Linked DNA regions of Mus musculus: region 2 is linked to region 1. The links are chromatin contacts, called in public promoter capture Hi-C maps. All regions are on one chromosome and are shown on one strand. The core of a region is the stretch at or near the end of the contact, and the rest is flanking DNA. Distances in the headings are between cores, read along the strand shown.

What was found. Capture Hi-C pulls out chosen DNA fragments and counts their contacts.
Region 2: a promoter capture Hi-C map of adipose tissue shows a contact between it and region 1. The contact joins two enhancer-like sites. A contact is called at or near these places in 2 of 39 promoter capture datasets (Sertoli cells and maxillary cranial neural crest), 2 of 15 datasets of contacts at CTCF or cohesin (large pre-B cells and stem cell-derived epiblast-like cells), 15 of 484 Hi-C or Micro-C datasets (the HL-1 cell line, the N1E-115 cell line, adipose-derived mesenchymal stem cells and 8 more), 30 of 115 datasets of contacts at active chromatin or transcription factors (the NIH/3T3 cell line, the SCID.adh cell line, bone marrow-derived dendritic cells and 19 more) and 5 of 9 other capture datasets (adipose tissue, embryonic stem cells, liver and 2 more).

What each region holds. Positions count from the first base shown.
Region 1 is chr12:100,181,712-100,187,644 of GRCm38.p6, forward strand. No RefSeq gene overlaps it. Among named protein-coding and RNA genes, the nearest start is that of Gm10433, 3.3 kb to the right of the region's middle. Within about 2 kb of position 2,535, at least 105 of the 459 cell types and tissues checked have an H3K27ac peak or open chromatin away from gene starts, as enhancers often do. A contact at or near this core is called in the HL-1 cell line and adipose tissue, where this site is marked.
Region 2 is chr12:100,324,734-100,331,137 of GRCm38.p6, forward strand. Ttc7b (tetratricopeptide repeat domain 7B) reads right to left here. Exons shown (of 20, transcript NM_001033213.1): 19 at 811-1,013. Among named protein-coding and RNA genes, the nearest start is that of Gm51958, 21 kb to the right of the region's middle. Within about 2 kb of position 3,923, at least 26 of the 459 cell types and tissues checked have an H3K27ac peak or open chromatin away from gene starts, as enhancers often do. A contact at or near this core is called in the HL-1 cell line and adipose tissue, where this site is marked.

The DNA.
Region 1 (5,933 bases), core at 1,285-3,784:
CCAAGGTGCTAGTTTTAGGTCCTCATAGGACTTTTTTTGTATTAAGGATTACTCAATGGACACAAATACAGAGGTCTTGGAGGCTCGATTGAGGAAGGACTTTTTCAATCTTTCCTCATCTGAGAGGATTGAGGTGATGTGTGGTGGGGGCATGGTGGATAAATCTAGAATCTAACATTGTTTTTCTTTCACCCTTGTTTTACTTTTGAACATGATTTTGTTTGTTTGGTTGGTTTTGTTTTTTGTTTTTGTTTTGTTTTTTTCTTTGAGACAGGATTTCTCTGTATAGCCCTGGCTGTCCTGGAACTCACTTTGTAGACCAGGCTGTCCTCAAACTAAGAAATCCGGCTGTCTCTGCCTCCCAAATGCTGGGATTAAAGTCGTGCGCCACCACTGCCTGGCAATTTTTTTTCCCCGTTTTTGGAGACAGGATCTCCAGGCTGGCCTTAAACTAATGGCAAGCCTCCTGTCTCAGCCTCAGAGCACTGGATTACTGGCAAATGCCAATACAATTGGCTGTATACGATGTTTTGTTTTGTTTTGTTTTGTTTTAACATGTGTCTATTTGGTGCACAAGTGTGTGTGTGTGTGTTTCACATGTGTGGAGGTCAGAGGACAACTTGAGGGAGACAGGCCTTAATCCCATTGTAGGTTCCACAGGCTATTAGGGTAGTACAGTGCTTTTGCCCATTGAGCCACCTCTCTGGCCCCCATTGCAAATTATTTTAGAAAATTAGAAAATAATTCCAAAATGATAGCTTCCATTCTTTCTCTGTGCCCGTTAGCACACACATTTCACAGAAAATCACGACTTATTTACACAGGAAGACCTGGAGGACCATGTTCCTCCTTATCAGCCTTTCTACAGCAAAATTCAGCAAATGCAGGAGGGGAGGAATACAAAGAAACTCCCTGATAAAGAACTCGATACTTAGTCTCTTCATAAAATTAATCTCTCAAGGTAATAAGCCGACTTTGAAACAGACAGTACTAAATTTTATAAAAAAACATTTTATGAAAAAGATCTCACTTAAGTGCCTTGGTTCTTAAAAGAATTCACAAATATTTCATGAATTTTGAAACAAATAAGTCTAGAATTTAAGACTTTAAAAAAAATTGATTTATTATGTATCCAATGCTCTGCCTGTGCACCAGAAGAGGGCGCCAGATCTCACTCCAGATGGTTATGAGCTACCATGTGGTTGCTGGGAATTGAACTCAGGACCTTAACCTCTGAGCCATCTCTCCAGCTCCCAGAACTTAAGACTTTCAAACACTGAGTTTAGTAATACAGCTCTCCCCCACCCCCCTCATCCACATCTCTGAGTTCCCATCAGCAACTCCCAGACCAACTCCTCACAGACATTAGTAAGGCAAGGTCTGTGGCCAGGGGTGAACCTCAGCCAGTCGCTTGTCCTCTCAAGCCTAAAGCCCCTTCCTTGTGACAAGGAGCAAGCTCAGTCCAGTGAGCAGTCAGTGAGACAATGGAAGTAACCGTACAGAAACAGGGCATGGTGGTGCACACCTTTACTCCCAGCATGCACTTGGGAAGCAGAAGCAGGCAGGTCTCTCAGAGTTTGAGGCCATCCTGGTCTATGCGGTGAGTTCCAGAACAGGTAGGGTTATGTAGGGGGCTTTGTCTGTGCAGTTCACTGGGCATGCTCCACAGTAGTACCTTAGAGTTTGTCTGTCATTTCTCAAAATTTTCAAAGGAGCACAGGAGTGCAGGGCTGTCTACTCACACAGGCTCACACTACATACCTTAACAATGCTAGCACAGCCTTGTCTTGTCTGATGGGCCCTTATTACAAACTCCCCTTCCTCCCCTTCCCTGACACTGTTCTTTCCAGCCTCTTCACCTACATTTCCAGTCTTCCCTCCCTGTAGAATGCCTTCCTCGGGGACATCTGTATTGATCCTCGAAGCCACCTCCAGTGCCACGAGGCCGTGATCCAACAGAATGAATCCTCCTTCTAGACACCTGAAGTGGTGACCATTGTCTCCCACCTTGCAAAAAATGTGCCACTTCCGTTTAGTTTTCTTCCAACTAGTAAGAGTCCGTTAAAAACCAAGGTCCAGGCACGTTATGCTTCTCATGCCCTTGGTCTCCAGTCCAGAGCCACACTCCTGATAGGTGTATCACAAATATTCACTGAATGAATGAGTAATTGGCTACCCATAATAGACGTAGAATGTGGGAACAGGAGACGTGAAATAAGTGTTAAGGGAGCCAGTGGGTGGGGTCAGGGGAGTGTTGATGTGAGCTGATCTCACATTTGAATTCATGAGCCTGCCCTGTTTGGGCAGGGCAATGATCCAGGTAGATGTGGTTGATTATCTGGGCTACAGATTAAACCAAGGGCATGAGATAGAACCAGGGATGGGAATGTGCCAAAACGTGACTGTGTGTCCCTTCCAAAGTTATGCTGGAACTTATACCATAAAAAAGGGAAGTGATTAGTCATGAGGGCTGTGCCCTGGTGAGTGGGTTCAACTTCCTTATAAAAGAGGCGTCAGAGCTGCCTGGGCCTTTCATCTCCTCTGCCACATGAAGCAGAGCATCGGTGTCCCTCTGGCCTTTGACCTCACACCCTATGAGGATGAAACAGAAAGGCACTGTATTAGCGGGAGGAGCCTCCGCCAGACTCCAGTCTGATGTTGCCTTGATGATGCACTTCTCAGCCACAGAACCGTGAGAAATAAACGTCTGCCCTTCCTAAAAAAGCACTAAACCCATGACAATCTGCTGTAGACTAAGCAAGATTACAGCAAAACCAGACAGGCGTGTAATACAGAAAGCAGTGGTGGCTTGTTGAACTGAAGGCTGGAGAGGTCAGAAAACAGAAGGGGACAAAAGTGGAGCCAGAACGGCAATGGAGAAGCGGAGAGTGAATTGTCCTTAACCTGGACTCCATGGAGAAAATTCAGAGGCTCCACGAACTAGGACAGAAAATGCGCTTTGCCTTTTACCGAACTCTAAATGCTGCCTGCATGAATTGTGACTCCAGCAGCAAAGCCCACCAGCATGAGAGGTGTAGTAGGCCAATCTATGAAAGCAGGATTCTGAAATGACTACAAGAGTCGGGCATAAAGCCCATACCCATAATCCCAGCCACTCAGAAGAATTCCAAGCCACTAATATAGAAGTATTAGTTCTGTAGGTTTTCTTATACAGAAACTTTCACGCAGCATAAGCTATATAGCAAAGCCTTATCTTAAATAGACTAAAAATAGCAATTTAACAGGAAAAAAAAATTTAAGAACCTTAAAGCCCAAAACTATGTGCAGGGACTGAGAAAGAAAACCAGCAGACAGAAGTTACGTTTGACTCTAGAAATGCATTTATTTCCTCGTGCCCATCAAACTCCAGAAAGGAACCCAAACCACTCTGTCTTTGTTTTCACTCTGTTCATCCTTTCTTTCTTTCTTTTTTTTTTTTTTTAAATAAAGGTTTTATTTATTTTATGTATGTGAGTACACAGTCACTGTCCTCAGACTCACCAGAAGAGGGCATCAGATCCCATTGCTGTGGTTGTGAGCCACCATGTGGTTGTTGAGAATTGAACTCAGGACCTCTGGAAGAGCAGTCAGTGCTCTTAACCACTGAGCCATCTCTCCAGCCCTTCATCCTCCCATCTTAAGGCATTGGATGTTTTCTATTCATCTTAAGGCATTAGAAACAGTTCAAAGGAGATTCGTTGTCTGGTTTACCTAGGACAGAGGGTGGGCTTTATCAGACACAACCAATGGTAAAACTAGGAAAGTTTGACATTGTAATAATTGCCTTATGAGCCCATCATACCAACTCTGTATAAGACTATCCTAAACATACTTACATTAAGAAAAGCAGTGTCAGGGCTAGAGAGATGGCGTGTGGGTTAAGAACACTTGCTTTTAACTGGTCTGCTTCCAGAGGCTCCAGTTTGATTCCCAGCACCTAAACTGCAGCCCATGACTGTCTGAAACTTCAGATCTAGGCGATCTGGAGCCCTCTTCTGGCCTCCAAGGACACCAGGCACACACACGGTGCATAGGCAGACATGCAAACAAAACACTCACACACACACACACAAATAAACCTTAAAAGTATTGTTTAAGGTTTCTTTTAGATATGAGTCAATCTGTGGATGGACAGTCTTCCTCTCTTACGGTCAGAGAGTACAGGTTAAGTACTTAGCAATTGCCTGACCTTGTATCCATGGTTCTACAGTTTGCAGTCTTGACACATTCACAGATCATGCAATCCTCAGAACTGTGTGAGATAAATTTATCACAAAACCACTGAAGGAATCCAGCCCCTGAAGACTTCTCGGCTTTATTTCTCGAAGCAAGTGAAAACTCCTAGCACCGGCTGCCAAACGCTGAAATACTGTCTGTTAGCGATATGAGTGGTTGTTGCTATGTAGAGATTATGCAAAGCTCCAAGTTTCTTTCTTTTGCAACGTCCATGAGCTCAGCGCACTCTGGCATTGTCTTGATAGGCACTCAGTTAAGGTGATGGTTTACATATTCTTAAAAGGTATGCAAGTCAACAGTTGTTCAAAACTAGTTAGATTAAGAATAGCAATAACTTGCAAATCAGAGTGTGTGGCTTGTAGTAAAAAAAAAAAAAAAAGAAAGAAAGAAAAAACTGCTTCTAGATGCATTATCTAATCGGAAAAATCTACACTTAGTGTGTGTACTCTTGTTAGTCAAAGACAAATTGACACACCCATGTAAGTAGATGTTGATCAATCCAGGAATCTTGCAGGGGTACAGGAATGGAGAAAACCTGGATACACAAACCAGGGCAGTCAATTTAAAGAATTCAGGCAACAGAGAGGCCAGGCCCTGTCAGCTTTTATTGGTCTTAACAATTCACTGCCTCCCCTCTCCCAGTAGCCATGGCAACACCCACAACCAAGGCGTTCCAAAATTCACCTTTGGATATCCAGGATCCACCGAATGCGCACCTACGCACCTCAAATAAAACCAAGATATCACCACGCACTGAACTAAAACAACCCTGACCTCTTTTCCGTTTTCCAGAATTCTAATCCAACCAGGGAACTTTTTTTTTTTTTCATTCTTTCACCACAGAAAAGAGGCTAAGTCCTGAAGTACGACTTTTATTGGATAATTACATTCTCTTTTGTAGCGGGAGTGGGCATCAGAGAAGGATGAAAACCGGATGCACACACAAAACATTTGCTTTAAAAAGGCAAATAAGTTGATACAACCAAAATCCAATTCTCGTAGCACGCCTGTGGGGCGAACTGTTTTGCCCCTATCTCTGGAGCAGAGAAATAGTTTCCAGCGCGGCCGTTTGGAGCACAGTTAAAATAAAACAAAACGCATTAGGAGCCCGCGGGATCGTGCACAGCGTGAGCAAAAAATGACGTATTCGGGCGAGCTTTCCAGAAGGACCCTGCAGCTCGAGCAAGATGCCCAAACAGCGAGTCTCCTTTCTGCTGGTAGAGACGGAATCGAATCCTGTCCCGGGTGCCCAGCCCAGGACGCAAACCAAGCAGCTTTATTAGGGCGCTATCAAAACCCCTCCTCAGGCGCTCTCTTTCCCCCGTGACCAATTCTGCCCGGGGCGCCAGCCGGAGCATTTAGCTTTCCCTCTCCATCCACATCCCTGGGACCAGTTCAGAAACAACCCACAGTCAAGAAAAATAAAGGCGTGAACCCAAACAAAACTGCTCTCGCAGAGCCTTTTTCGACTGGTCAAAGCCGTGGAAAAACCTGAGCCCCGGCCTGCGCGCCTTGCCCCTAGTAAAGATGGCGGCCATAGGCGGAGCCGCTCCCTCCGGAAATCCGCCGGTTACCCGGCCAACCAGGACCATTCACGCGGAGCCCTCCACGCCCGCCGCGGCTTGACGCATTGCAGGTGCGGAGCGGCCAATCAGGCAGCTCGACTCTTTCCGGCCAACCACTGCAGGATCTCTCTG
Region 2 (6,404 bases), core at 2,673-5,172, 140 kb after region 1:
TGTTAGACAAGAGAGACCCTCTGCTAAGAACCAAACTGCCTCAGAACCTGAAACTGGTGCCCTGGCCCAGAAGAGGTCCTGTGGCTTTCCACCGACTCCGAAGACAGACCTTCATGTTCAGCTCAGAATCTCACAGGCTGGAGACACGGACAGAAATGCCCTGTTACGGAGGGCGTCCGTGCATATCCCTGCTAGCCACAACCTTCTGGAATGACACCAAGCTGGCAAGTGGCCTACTCTAAGACCTCTCAGAGATGGCTGTCCCCAGAGGTGGAGCAGCAGGGAGAGGTGCTCTTTTCTCACTTGGGCACCCAGGGAAGGACACATGTATCTCTGAAATTGCCTCAGGTATACATGGGGGTGGAAACTGGCCAAACACCTCCCTTCTGGGCAACTCGGGGGCACCCCTCCCTTCCTATAACGGGGTGCAGTCTACTGGCCAGTACCTTGGAGGCAAACCCGAGTCTCCGGCTCCCTCAGGAGTATTTGGTATGGATATTCCCTTAGGGTGGTTACTGCAAGCAGTGCAGATGTCCAGGTGACAATGATGGTGACCAACCACAGGGTGATACTGATTGCTGACTTAATTGACCCATTGCACCTAATAGTACCTTAGGTAAGACAGTTGGCTATGCACTGTCACCTCCCAGGGTGTCACAGGATCTGCCTGTTGGCTTTGTGCCATGTTATGTTTCAACCGGCTAACTTGGCCTTGGGAACCAGTGGGTATGAGGGTCGTAGGCTACCTGCTGCGTCCGAGGAGAGCTGCAATCCAAGAAATGGGAACCCTGGCCTGGGTCTCAGACTCACCAGTCGCTGCATGCTCTTCACATGAGTAGGGCTGATGGATAAGGCTTCTTCGTACCACCGCCGGGCCTCATCGAAGTGTCCTCGAAGCTCAGCAACCTGGCCCCGCATGTAGAGGACATTATGGGACATTGGGAAGAGGTTGGCAGCTTCTTGGGTACAGGCTGTAGCTTCCGCAGGCTTTCCAATGCCAATGTAGACCTCAGCTGTGGGAGCAGAGCAGAAAACAGATGCTGTCCTGGATCACTGCCCTCAGAGACCCTGTGAGCGGTTGGTACTCAGCTTTGGGACTTTCATATTCCCCTATGGGAGTTTGGCACAGCTCAGAGCCAGCTGTCCCCTACTACCCTGGACATGGCCATAGGCCAACAGTCTTTTGTGACCACTTGTGCACAGGTCATTTGTGCTTTGGTCCTTGAAGGGCAGGCATATGTCACTACCAAACTGAAAGCAATGAGGGCTGCCTGGGCTTTGCCCCAATCTCTGAGGACAGTCAGTCGTCCCAGGGTCTACTTAAAGCCCTTCAGCATGAGGACAGACACTACCCTTAGCTCTGCTCATCACAGAGAAAGGGTTGAAATGAGCTGAGGGACAAGTGGACCAGAGGCACACAGCCAAGCACTGAAAAGGGCTCTGCCCTCTGGAGCTTGCTCTTCAGAGGCTAAAGGATGCCAAAGGGGCTTTCTGGGGGCTTAGTACATCCAGAAGGGGTATTCATTATGAAACTCCAAGGAGCAGTCTGCTAGAGACATTCTGAGAACTGAACTTGGTTTAGCTGCTGGCAGATCTATCTTTCAAGTCACCTGTATGTGGCAGGAGGATTGGGTGAGAGAGCACAGCACTGGCTAGTCTCTGTCACTTGGGACAAGCCAACAGGCACACAGACCCCTCTCACCCTTTTCTTTTACCCCAGACCTGGAGAGACACCATACAGGGCAGGATGTCCTAGCAGGATGCACACAGGGGGTTTGGGGTACAGAAGTGCCTGCTGTGTTCCCTGGAACATTCTCTTTCATACAAAATTTAAGAAGAGGCAAGCACTGGAGTGGTTTCCTGTCACCCTTCCAAGCCTTCAGGGCCCAGGAAGGCCCCCATCCTCCCCAGCCTCCATTTCTCCAGTTGCTTTGCTCTGTCTGTGAGGGTTGGCAGTGAGAAGAGGTGGGGAGTCTGTTGTAGTATTGGCTTTCTCTGAACATTTCTGGGACAGACCCAATGATGGGCCTTACAGTCCCCAAGCTGAGCACACCTATGCCTGCTCTCATTGATGGCTTAGCCAAATGTCTTTGCCAGGGCCTTAGCCACACAGCTTCTCCTTGTCTCTGGGTCTGTGCCTGGTTGTGCCAGACTGTCAAGAGTCATTCCTTCCCAGTGGCTCAGTGGGAGAGTGAGACACCTCAGTCCTTCTAGGCCATGACCCAGTGGTTCTGACTCAGGAATTTTCTTGGGTGGAGTCTTAGAGTCCTTGACTCATTAATGGGAGGAGCCAAAAGCCTGCCAGGCAGAGCACTGCCACCACACTGACAAGCTGTGTTCTTGGCGCTCTATGCTGGGCTGAGCCCTGCCCCCCCCCCCCCCCCCCCCGGTCTACTTACACACAATTCTTGTGTTTGGGTGCTGACTGGTTTTTAATGGGTTATCTGAATTGTCATTAGCATCTTTGCCAGCCATTTTTCACACCCAGCCTTCTTATCCTATCCACCTCCTCAGATCCCCTGTGCCGACTGATCCACAGGGACTTTTCTTGCAGGGAAGGTGCACTCTCTTGCCTGCAGTTCCTGTCACTCACTCTGCCTGCATCCTGGGTGGATGGTTTTAGTCTACCCCTCCTTAGTGGACTGATCTTGTCTGGGCCCCCAGCAACTCCTTCCCTGCAGATGCATTGGATAACTTGTCTTTATGCCACACAGCCTTCAGCAGAAGAGTTTTTTCCTGGGCGGGCCTGGGGCGATGTTCAGTAGGTAACCTTGCTGAATAAGCTGAGGAACCGAGTTCAGATCCTCTGACCTATCTAAAAAGCCAGGTGTCCATAACCCCAGCTCTGTGACGTGATAGAGACAAGAAGACCATTGGGGCTTGCTAGCTTGCCAGCATAACCCAAAATGGCAGATTCCAGGTTCAATAAGACTCCGTCTCAAGAAAACAGAACTGACAGCCACAGAAAAGCCACCTAGAACCCTCTGGTTTCCAAACACCAATGCACACATGCATGTAGCACACATAGACATATCCCTCTCTCATACAGACATATACTCCGATTTCCCTAGTGATTAGTGTTTGTTGCATACTGAGCAGCTCACTATGTGATCTAGTGTGAATGTTCCAATTTCCTTATTTTGCTCAGTGGGATGAGAACTAACTTGCCTGTGTCCTACCTGCAAGAGTTAGGAGTCAGAATTATGTGTGTGGTGGCAAATCAGAGCTGTACATACTCTACCATGGAGCTACATGTGTGTGCTGGCAATCAGAGCTGTACATACTCTACCATGGAGCTACATGTGTATACTGGCAATCAGAGCTATATATACTCTACCATGGAGCTACATGTGTGTGTGGTAGCAATCAGAGCTGTACATACTCTATCATGGAGCTACAAGTGTGTGCTGGCAATCAGAGCTGTACATACTCTGTCATGGAGCTGCTCCCCCAGTCCTTATCTTACGTTTGATTTGGGGGCTTACTAACTCCTCAGACTGGTTCTGACCCGACTTTGCAGTCCAGACAGGCATGGATTTGCTTTTATTTCAACAGTGAGATAAACAGCAAACACACACTCTCAACTCTCCTCTGAGGTCCCCACCTTTTGCTGCCTTCTGTCATCCCACACTTACTTGGAGAGAGCTTTTAAAGTCCCATTCAGACCTTTCCCACTTGAATAGCTTCTTGGGGACTCTAGGATTTAGAGTTCAAAGATTCTAACATGGCTGCCTGAAACAGCCTAACGTGGATGACCTGACCCTGGCCACAGGACTTGCTGCCTCCCCTTGGGTCCTAGAACTGCACTGTCTTTCCCCTCTCAGAGCTTCTGCTGCCTGCAGGACTCTTTCAAGTTGTGCTGTGCTGGGTGGTACTGCACCTCTTCCATTGTTCCTCTCCGGTGCTGACCAAACTTCGATTGCTTCCTGCTTCTTGCTTTGGCAAGACTTTTTGTTCCCAAGGGTTACAGGAGCTGCACTGTTTGTTCCTAGTACTTGGCACATGGACGTCCCAGGCTTCTGCATCTGCAGACCCTAGGAAGGCAGGGACTGAGTATCTGTCTCCGTGACCACTGTGCTGCGGAGCCTGGCACACAACCAGACACTCGACAACATTACAGAGAACGACGGAAGGCAGAGCTGTGGGCTGCACGGCTGGTTCTGAATTTAGGCCTCCTGGTGGCACATGAGTCTTGCAGCCTGAGATGAGTGACCTGGCAGCTCTACCTCAGTTAGGACGGGGACTAAGCAAGTCACCGAGCTATTGGCACAGTGTCTGAACCACACCTTGTGCTTGGAAAGTGCCAGCTATACCAAAGGTAAAGAGCATTCACTCAGACCCCACAGATGAAGAGGCTGGTGATGAAGGGCAGGGCTGATCCCCAGAACTCTGTGTCTAGTACACCCCTGTGTATTGGCCCATATGCCACGTGTCTAGCAACTGTCTTTATTTCCTCATGGTGGCCAACCACAGTTGCCTCTAGATTCCGCTGATGAACCTCATGGTGGCTGAGAGAAGCTGAGGAGGGGAAGGGGTCAAGGCTAAGGAAATTGTGACAGTATCACAGCTTCAAATTCCCAGCAGAAATCAGAAAATCTGATCTTGCACATCTAAGAATAGCTGCTGGTTTCGGCTGTGCGAGGTGCCAAAGTGAAAGCTATAATTATTAGTAAGTAGCAAGCAGGAATTAACCACCTACCGCAAAGGCACTTTTAGCTGCCTTCCCAATGTGGGTACCCAGAAGCTGCCTGGCTTGGAAGGGGTCTGGTTGGGTGCTGAATTCCGGGAGCTGTCTGACTTTCCAATGAACACAGGGAGGCCAGCTGTGTCTGGGAGAGAAGGGCTCACTCAGATGCAGTGGGTCTGTGCTGAGGTGTACCACCATGCTCTCCTGGTTTCTGTCCTGGAAGACTGTGCCACGTTCAGTTTTTCAGAGGGGTTCCCCTGCTACAAGGCAGGGGTGCCCTTCTCCTGCCCTTCTCTATGGGAGGCCAAGCACAAATGCTGCCACAAGATTCCTGGCACTTTTAGGAGAAAAGATTGAAATCTGGTGAGCTGATTTCTAAGTGAAATGGGAAGCTCAGATGCTGTAAAAAACATAATCCTGAGTGGGTGGGGGTACAAACAAAACAGAAGGACTGGGGAGGTGGCTCAGTTGGCAAAGTATTAGTCTTATAGCATGAGTACCTGAGTTTAATCCTCATAACTCAAAAAAAAAAAAAAAAAAAAAAAGCCAGACATGCGGGCATGCTGGTAGCATCCCAGCACTAAGAGGAAGGGAAATTCACTGGCCAGTCAGCCTAACTCACCAACTGAGTTCTAGGATTGTGAGGGATCCTGCCTCAAACCAACAAGGTAGGAACTTTATGTGGAATAATAGCCAAGATTGTCCTCTAGCTTCTATGTGCACACATACATGTGCACCATTGTGTACACACACACACACACACACACACACACACACACACACAAGGTCTTTAATATATAGTAAGTGGCTTATGAGCGAAAAGTTGACGCTTGACATCTAAGAAGATATGTGGGTAAAACTGTGAGCTACCAATAAAAACACCATCTTTCACGCATCCAGTTGGGATTTTGAAATACATGGTATTGGCAAAGAGACAAAAAAATACAGTCATATGCTGTTTACTGGAATAGAAATCAGTCCAGCTCTGTGGGAGGTCATATGACTACATTCATCCAAACTAAAGAGGATGCATCGTTTGACCCATCAGATCCACTCTGTGGAGCTGACCTTAGAGACAGAACAATCCGTGTCAGTACACGTACTGAAGTGCTGTCTGCAATGAGAAATGATGAGAAATGATGCAGACGCCAATCCACAGTGTGTGCACTGCTGACATCATGATGCTGCCTACCGTGGATTTACACTGTGCAGCTGTAAGGAGCGTAAGTCAGCACCATGTAGGCTGACTTGAGGACATGAGGAGAGGGCAGCAGAGAGGGTAGATCCTCTGGAAGGTGCCAGAACTGCCACCAGGGTCTGCAGCAGGTGACTGAGGCACAGGGACAAGGGAGCCTTTTCACTTTACATCTTTCCCACATGTTCATCTGTGTGGCAGAAAAGTACGTTATCTGAAAAATTATTTAAATGAATTTGTGACACTTGTCTAAACAAACCAAAACACAAACATGCATGGCCCAAGCTGAATTGGCTACCAGGCATCCTAGGGAAAGTCTGTGGTCCTGGGGTCAGAAGCTTCCAAGATGAATGAGGAGGTGGTAAACGGAGGGGCTTTCACTACCCGGGCCCCCTATAGTCAAGTGTCCTCACTCCCTGAGCCGCAGCTGGCCTTGAGGTTCATGTGTCATGCTCACAGTTTTCTTGCCACCACAGATACAGCCCAGAAACCCCAATACAGATGGCTAGAACCTGACCATTG